Linked DNA regions of Gossypium hirsutum: region 2 is linked to region 1. A link is a contact called in public Hi-C data. All regions are on one chromosome and are shown on one strand. The core of a region is the stretch at or near the end of the contact, and the rest is flanking DNA. Distances in the headings are between cores, read along the strand shown. Region 1 holds the start of LOC121230788 (pentatricopeptide repeat-containing protein At1g11290, chloroplastic-like). Region 2 has its middle 56 kb from the start of LOC107928035.

What was found. Hi-C and Micro-C count contacts between places; a contact is called where the count stands out from the background.
Region 2: a contact with region 1 is called in a Hi-C map of leaf, with 3 times the contacts expected there. The contact joins the enhancer-like site here to the promoter of LOC121230788 in region 1. A contact is called at or near these places in 10 of 34 Hi-C or Micro-C datasets (anther, cotyledon, hypocotyl and 2 more).

Annotation. Positions count from the first base shown.
Region 1 is chrA06:123,788,548-123,791,606 of Gossypium_hirsutum_v2.1, forward strand. LOC121230788 (pentatricopeptide repeat-containing protein At1g11290, chloroplastic-like) reads right to left here and starts at 1,477. Exons shown (of 2, transcript XM_041116182.1): 1 at 951-1,477; 2 at 1-949. The coding sequence starts at 1,391.
Region 2 is chrA06:123,881,148-123,884,206 of Gossypium_hirsutum_v2.1, forward strand. No RefSeq gene overlaps it. Among protein-coding and RNA genes, the nearest start is that of LOC107928035, 56 kb to the right of the region's middle. Within about 2 kb of position 1,539, at least 3 of the 9 cell types and tissues checked have an H3K27ac peak or open chromatin away from gene starts, as enhancers often do. A contact at or near this core is called in hypocotyl and leaf, where this site is marked.

The DNA of each region.
Region 1 (3,059 bases), core at 227-2,726:
CATGAATCCACTTTGCTTGCCGTGTAACTGATAATTCCGCCAGAGCAGGAATCACACTCACCATTGTGAACGTATCCGGTCTCATGTTTCGAGAATGCATCTCGTAAAAGTAGTTCAAAGCATCATTAACGCATCCATTTTGCGCAAAGCCTAAAATCATAGCATTCCAAGAAACAAGGGTCTTACCAGGCAATTTTTTGAAAATATCCACAGCAAGGTCAACTCTCTTACATTTGGAGTACATGGAAATCAAAGAGTTCATAACAGAAACATTGGTAGCAAGTTTCAACTTATCCGATAACTTATGAACAAACATTCCTCGGTCAAGATCACCCAAATCAGCACAAGCACGAGCAGCTCCCATTATAGTAACATCAGTCGGTTCCACTCCTTCGTCCAACAACTTCTCAAAAATAGCCATCGCTTCCTCAGCATACCCACTTCGAACATAACCATCGATCATTGAATTCCACGATACCATAGTCCTCTGTTTCATCCCATCAAAGATCAACCTCCCAATTCCAATATACCTGCATTTCGAATACATATCAACCAATGCAGTATTCACATTCACAAGCCCTTCAAAACCCGCTCTTAAAACATAACCATGAATCGACCTCCCTATCTTAACCAATCCCATATCAGCCACTGAAGGCAAAATGGAAACAAGGGTAACAGAATCAGGTCTTTGCCCTTCCTCTTGCATCTTAACAACTAAACCCAAAGCAAGTTTAGCCAATCCATTCTGTGCAAACCCAGAAATAATCGTATTCCAAGAAACCAAATCTCTCTCAGGCATTCTATCAAACATCTTATAAGCTTCCTCAATTTGTCTACATTTCGCATACAGATTGACCACTCCAGTCATTGCAAAGACATTTGAAGAAAACCCATTTTTTATCAACTGCCCATGTATCTCCTTCCCTCTTCTGAGCTCCCCTTTATCCCCATAAAACTTTCAACAGGTAAGTAAAGTTATAAACAACGGGCTTAACATTATCAACTTTCATCCTAACAAAAAACAATAAAGCTTCGTGTAACGATGAGTACTTGGCATACCCTTTAAGCAAAGTGTAATAAAGAACTTCGGGTTTATCTTGGATAGGTTCGAAAACGCGGGCAGCTTCAGCAATGCAACCGTGGTTGCAGAAAAGGCTAAGGAGTTTGGTCTGAAACAAGTGCTCGGTGTAGAGATTGGATTTGATTATATGGGGAAGGATTTGGTAAACTTCTTTAATGGAAGTAGAGAGTTCTAAAAGGATAGCTGCTGGGTGTTTATAAACATGGAGAGGAATCTGAGTTCTTTGAGAAAGCGTGTGGGAACGAGAATGGAGTTTTGGGGTTGGGATTTCGGTGATAGTTGGAGAAGAAGATATGAGCTGAGAGCTCATGGCTGTTTTCTATCAATGCTATGTTACATCCTCATGAGTTCCAATTCAATGACTTCTTCAAATGGGAGGACCGAAACTGGATTAGGATTGCGAGATTTTTTCTTTTCATTTCCTAAATTTTGGATTTGTTTGTGATAAATGGGCCGAATAAAGAAAAATTATGGGCCAAGTAATTTCTAATTTGGTCTAATTCTAAATTTCATCCTTGTGAAACTTAAGAAGTTAGTCCATCTATTTTTTTTGCCAGAAAGTCCCTCTACTTTAGTGTGTCAAAATTTGATCCTTGTATGTTAAAAAAATCGAGAAATTAATCCAATTATTGGTAAATATATGAATTTGAGCTGTTGATTTTTACTAATAAATTTACATATAAATTGATGAACTATTGATTTTTGCTAAATACTTACATATAAATTATTGAATTGTTGATTTTATGTATAAATTTAACACCAAGATTAACATTTACCAAATTTGACTAAATTTTTTTAATTTTCATAAAATACAATGATTAAATTCTAACAAATTAAAATAGAAGAACTAATTTATCAATTTTGTATAATAAAATCTTACACATTTCTATTAAAAAGAACAAATAATTGCAAATTTCTATTAACAAGGTAAATATTAAGCTTTTGAATTATCAATTAATTACGATAAACTACCTCATCAATAACTCTAAAATTAGGTCATTCTTATTTTGTTCACTCCAATTTTTTTTTTGTTAATTTGGTCACCGATATTAAAGAAATTGATCAAATTGACTACTCAACCGTTAAATCTATCTCTTCCACCGATAATTTTTCCTTATTTTTTCTCCTCTCATTTACTTCATCTTTTCCCTTCTAACCCAATAACCCTAACTGCTACCTCCCTTAAAGATGTCATCGTTGCTTTTATTGAACCACCATTGACAAGCTTAAAAGTAGAAAGACATTTCAAAATCAAGCCATATAAACAACAAGATTAAGAGATCAGAGCACAAAAAATATAAAGCTTTGGGAGTGACCTCACAATTTTCGAGGGTTTTCTTTGAGAAATCCAAGCCTATAGATTTGAAAACAAAGCTTTAGGCTTCACGTCAATAGTTTTAGATTGAGAGTCTATGTAATGACTTAGTCTCCAGTGGTGTGGAAAAATATAGTTTCGAGACCTTGTTTTCATAAACTGAGTCCGTAAATATTAAATAGGTATATTTATGGAGTTATTATATTGATGAATTGAAATTTGGTTAAACGGTTTAACTAAAATTGTGAGTATTTAAGGCTCAAGGACTAAATCGTAAAAGTTTAATCGCTATAGGTTTCTAATTAGATTAAGATTTGGGGACTTAAATAGCAATTATCCAAAGACTAAAATAGCTAATAGACCAATTTTAAGTTGATGATAGTGGGATGTGTTGTTTATTATCATTAACCTAAGTTAATTAAAGATTATGGTTTAATTAATTATGGTTTAATTAATTAATATTATGTAAATTAACTAAGCTTAATTAAAATTAAACAAACTATATAAGCTAATCAAATGGGAAAAAGATGAAAAAAAGCCATCATCATCTTCCTCCAACATTGTCCACCATAACCAAAGAAGAAAGAAAAGCTTTAAAACCCTTGAACATTCGACCTTTAAAATTCAAGTAAGTCCCTAACCATTTTTCATTGATTTTTGTAG
Region 2 (3,059 bases), core at 289-2,788, 93 kb after region 1:
TGTTCTTTCATTTTCGTTTCCAAAGTCGACCCTTTTTTTAAAAAATCAGTTTCAACAGTCCTATTTCATGCTCGGGTTGACAAAAGAGCTTTCGTAAGCTCGATTAAGACTTGGAATTTATTGTTTAATATAATTTTGAATGTAATTAACTCTTGTTTGCATGTATAAATGGTTATATGTTGTCTAATTTATCGTGGTTGCTCTGGCAATTAATATAGTGTTCTGTAGCTCGAACTTGACGATCGGTTCAAGCGAGGGGTGTTACAACTTTAGTCTCTGAACTTGGGTTTGGCCTAATCCATATTAAAGATAAATATAATATTAACCAAGTCTAGGGTAAATTCACATTATTTTATTAAGAATTGCATTTTATTAAACTCCAACTCAAGGCCCACTAATCTTCCAATAATAATACATAAAATCATGGATTCATGCTTCATTCAAACAATTCATCATAGAAATAGCATACTTTACATGCGATCATTTTTTTTTCAAAATCAAATCAATTACCATTTCGAAAATACTTAGATCTCACCCTTTTTTTAATGCATATTAGTGATGCATAAGAATCTCGAACATCATAAATATTTATAGCATTAGGATACGGGCAGTAAGACGACAATAAAAGCAGGCACATGATATGTTTATGGGAGCATGACATAGGGTGTGGACAACATCCCAGTACAAAAATATCCTTAAGATTGTTGACAAATATTGCATCAAGTTAACAAACCAAGAATACGAGTTGAACAGATTAAGAGGTGTTGAACATTGTCCTTAAAGATATTTGGTTGTAGCATATCCCCCAAGATTTCAAAAGCTCTTCTATTATAAAACAAGAACAAAAGTCAATAATAGATCACAACAAAAAAAATACTCAACAATCTCTTAAGGATGGAAAGGATGAGTGAGAGGAGAAGAAAATAGTTCTTGAAGTGCATTTAGAATGAGTCATGATATTTATAGGACATTTATTGGCTACAAATACCAAAAGTAAGCGAATTGACTTTGCTAAAAATATATTGAAATGTTTTGATAAATCTAGACATGGCTAAATATAGAATCAATCGATAAAGCTATTTTTAGTTTGACAAAATATGTGTTAGTAATTAAGTAATTTACTTTTCTTGAACTCTAAAAAATTCAATAAAAAATAATTTCAAAAACAAAAAGGCTGACGCCGCAATATATCATGCGCAGGGAAATCCACCAATTTACATTACATTGGCCATTTAGGCTTAGCTCTAATTCGCGTGAGTTCATCCTCTCAATTTGGTTTTTACTAGAACAATTAAGTCTAATAATTTACAAACAAATATCTCAAGGTCTTTTTTTTAAGAATGGAAGATTTGATTTTTTTTATTTATTTTAAATATTTCAAATTTCTAACACTAGTTGTCAAAAGAAATCATATAATTGGTGAGCCTGCTATTGAAGAAGTTAAGGACTTTGAGGCCCCCACAATTCTTTAGGGTCCAAGCCCGCTTATTAGAGCCTTAGGCTTATTTTATTTGGGCTAATATAATAATCGTAAAATCATGGTTGAGATGAAGGATTGTTATCCGAAAGAATGGATCCTTTACATTGGAGAATAGGTTTGGGTCGTATGGCAATTGGCTTCCACATATGCAGCTAAGACCATGTGCCTGCGAATTTAGTAATGGTATTAACTACAATCGGTGATGTTTGATTTAGATAGAATTAATTGGTCAAACCGAGAATTAGATGAAGTATTAGTTTAAAAATTGAGTTAGATCGGTTGATTCATAAATTACATATATATCTAATCGTAAGTTTTAAAGTATAATCCTTAAAAGATTTATTAAATACAATTATGAAAATTTTAGGAAAAAAAAACATTAAACATTTCCATGTCACATTGATAAATTTGGAATTTAATTATACCAAAATCCATCCTAAATAATTTACATATATCAACCTTAACAAATGCTTACCCTTAATTGAAACCCAGTTTAATATTGACTAAATTACTAGATCATGAATCTAGCTTTCTCTTCATTTACAGGCAATCATCAATCAACCAAGCAATGATGATAGAGAAAAAAAATCTAAGCTCGTAATCCAGTAAAGTTGACGTATAGGGTTATTAGCAATAGACAACAACTTGTATTCTTTAATGATAAATCCTTAATTAAGAGCCAAGTTAATGTCAACTTTGTTGAATTATGAGTTTAATGTTCTTTACATTTGTATGCAATCATTAGCTGATGAAGAGATAAAAACTAGATTCATAATCCAACAAAGTCTGACATTATAGGGCTATTAGCAATGGACAACAACTTGTACTTGCCAATGATCAATCAACACATATTGATCCCTAATTGAGAGCCAAGTTAATGTTGACTTTGCTGAATTATGAGTTTAGTTTTCCTTTTATTTACAAGCAACTGTCAATTTGACCAAATAAGATGAAGAGATAAAAATTAGACTCATAATGTAACAAAGTCAACATTAAAGTGCTTTTAGCAGTAGACAACAACTTGTATTAGCCAAAACTAGATGAACCGATACTAATTAATTAATCGTTTATAATCAATTTCGAGTTATCTAGTTGGTTCACTAAAAAAATGCTCATCCATAATTGAGAGCTAAATTAATATCAATTTTGCTAAATTATGAGTCTGGCTTTCCTTTTATTTGCATGCAATGATCAATTGACCAAGCAATAATGAAAACTAAACTCATAATCTAGCAAAATTCACATTACAGCTAATATTATTGGCGAATGGCGACCATTCCATATTTCTATATTTTTCAAAGGGGATGATGAGAGAGATAAGAGGTAAATGTATTTATAGGCTTCAAAGCCTATTCAAATTCTTGGAGAAAGGAAAATCATCAATAATAAACAATTACGTATTAATTACGTATGCAAATAGACAATTTTTCCCCAAGAGAAAATTACTTGGTAATTGTAATAGGCCAATTTAGCCTGGGCCTACAAAAAAATAAAATAAAGTCCAAGTCCAACTTAAAATTACAAATATATAATTTAGCCCGATCGGAATGACCCATTACTTGAAAAGATTGAAGGTCCA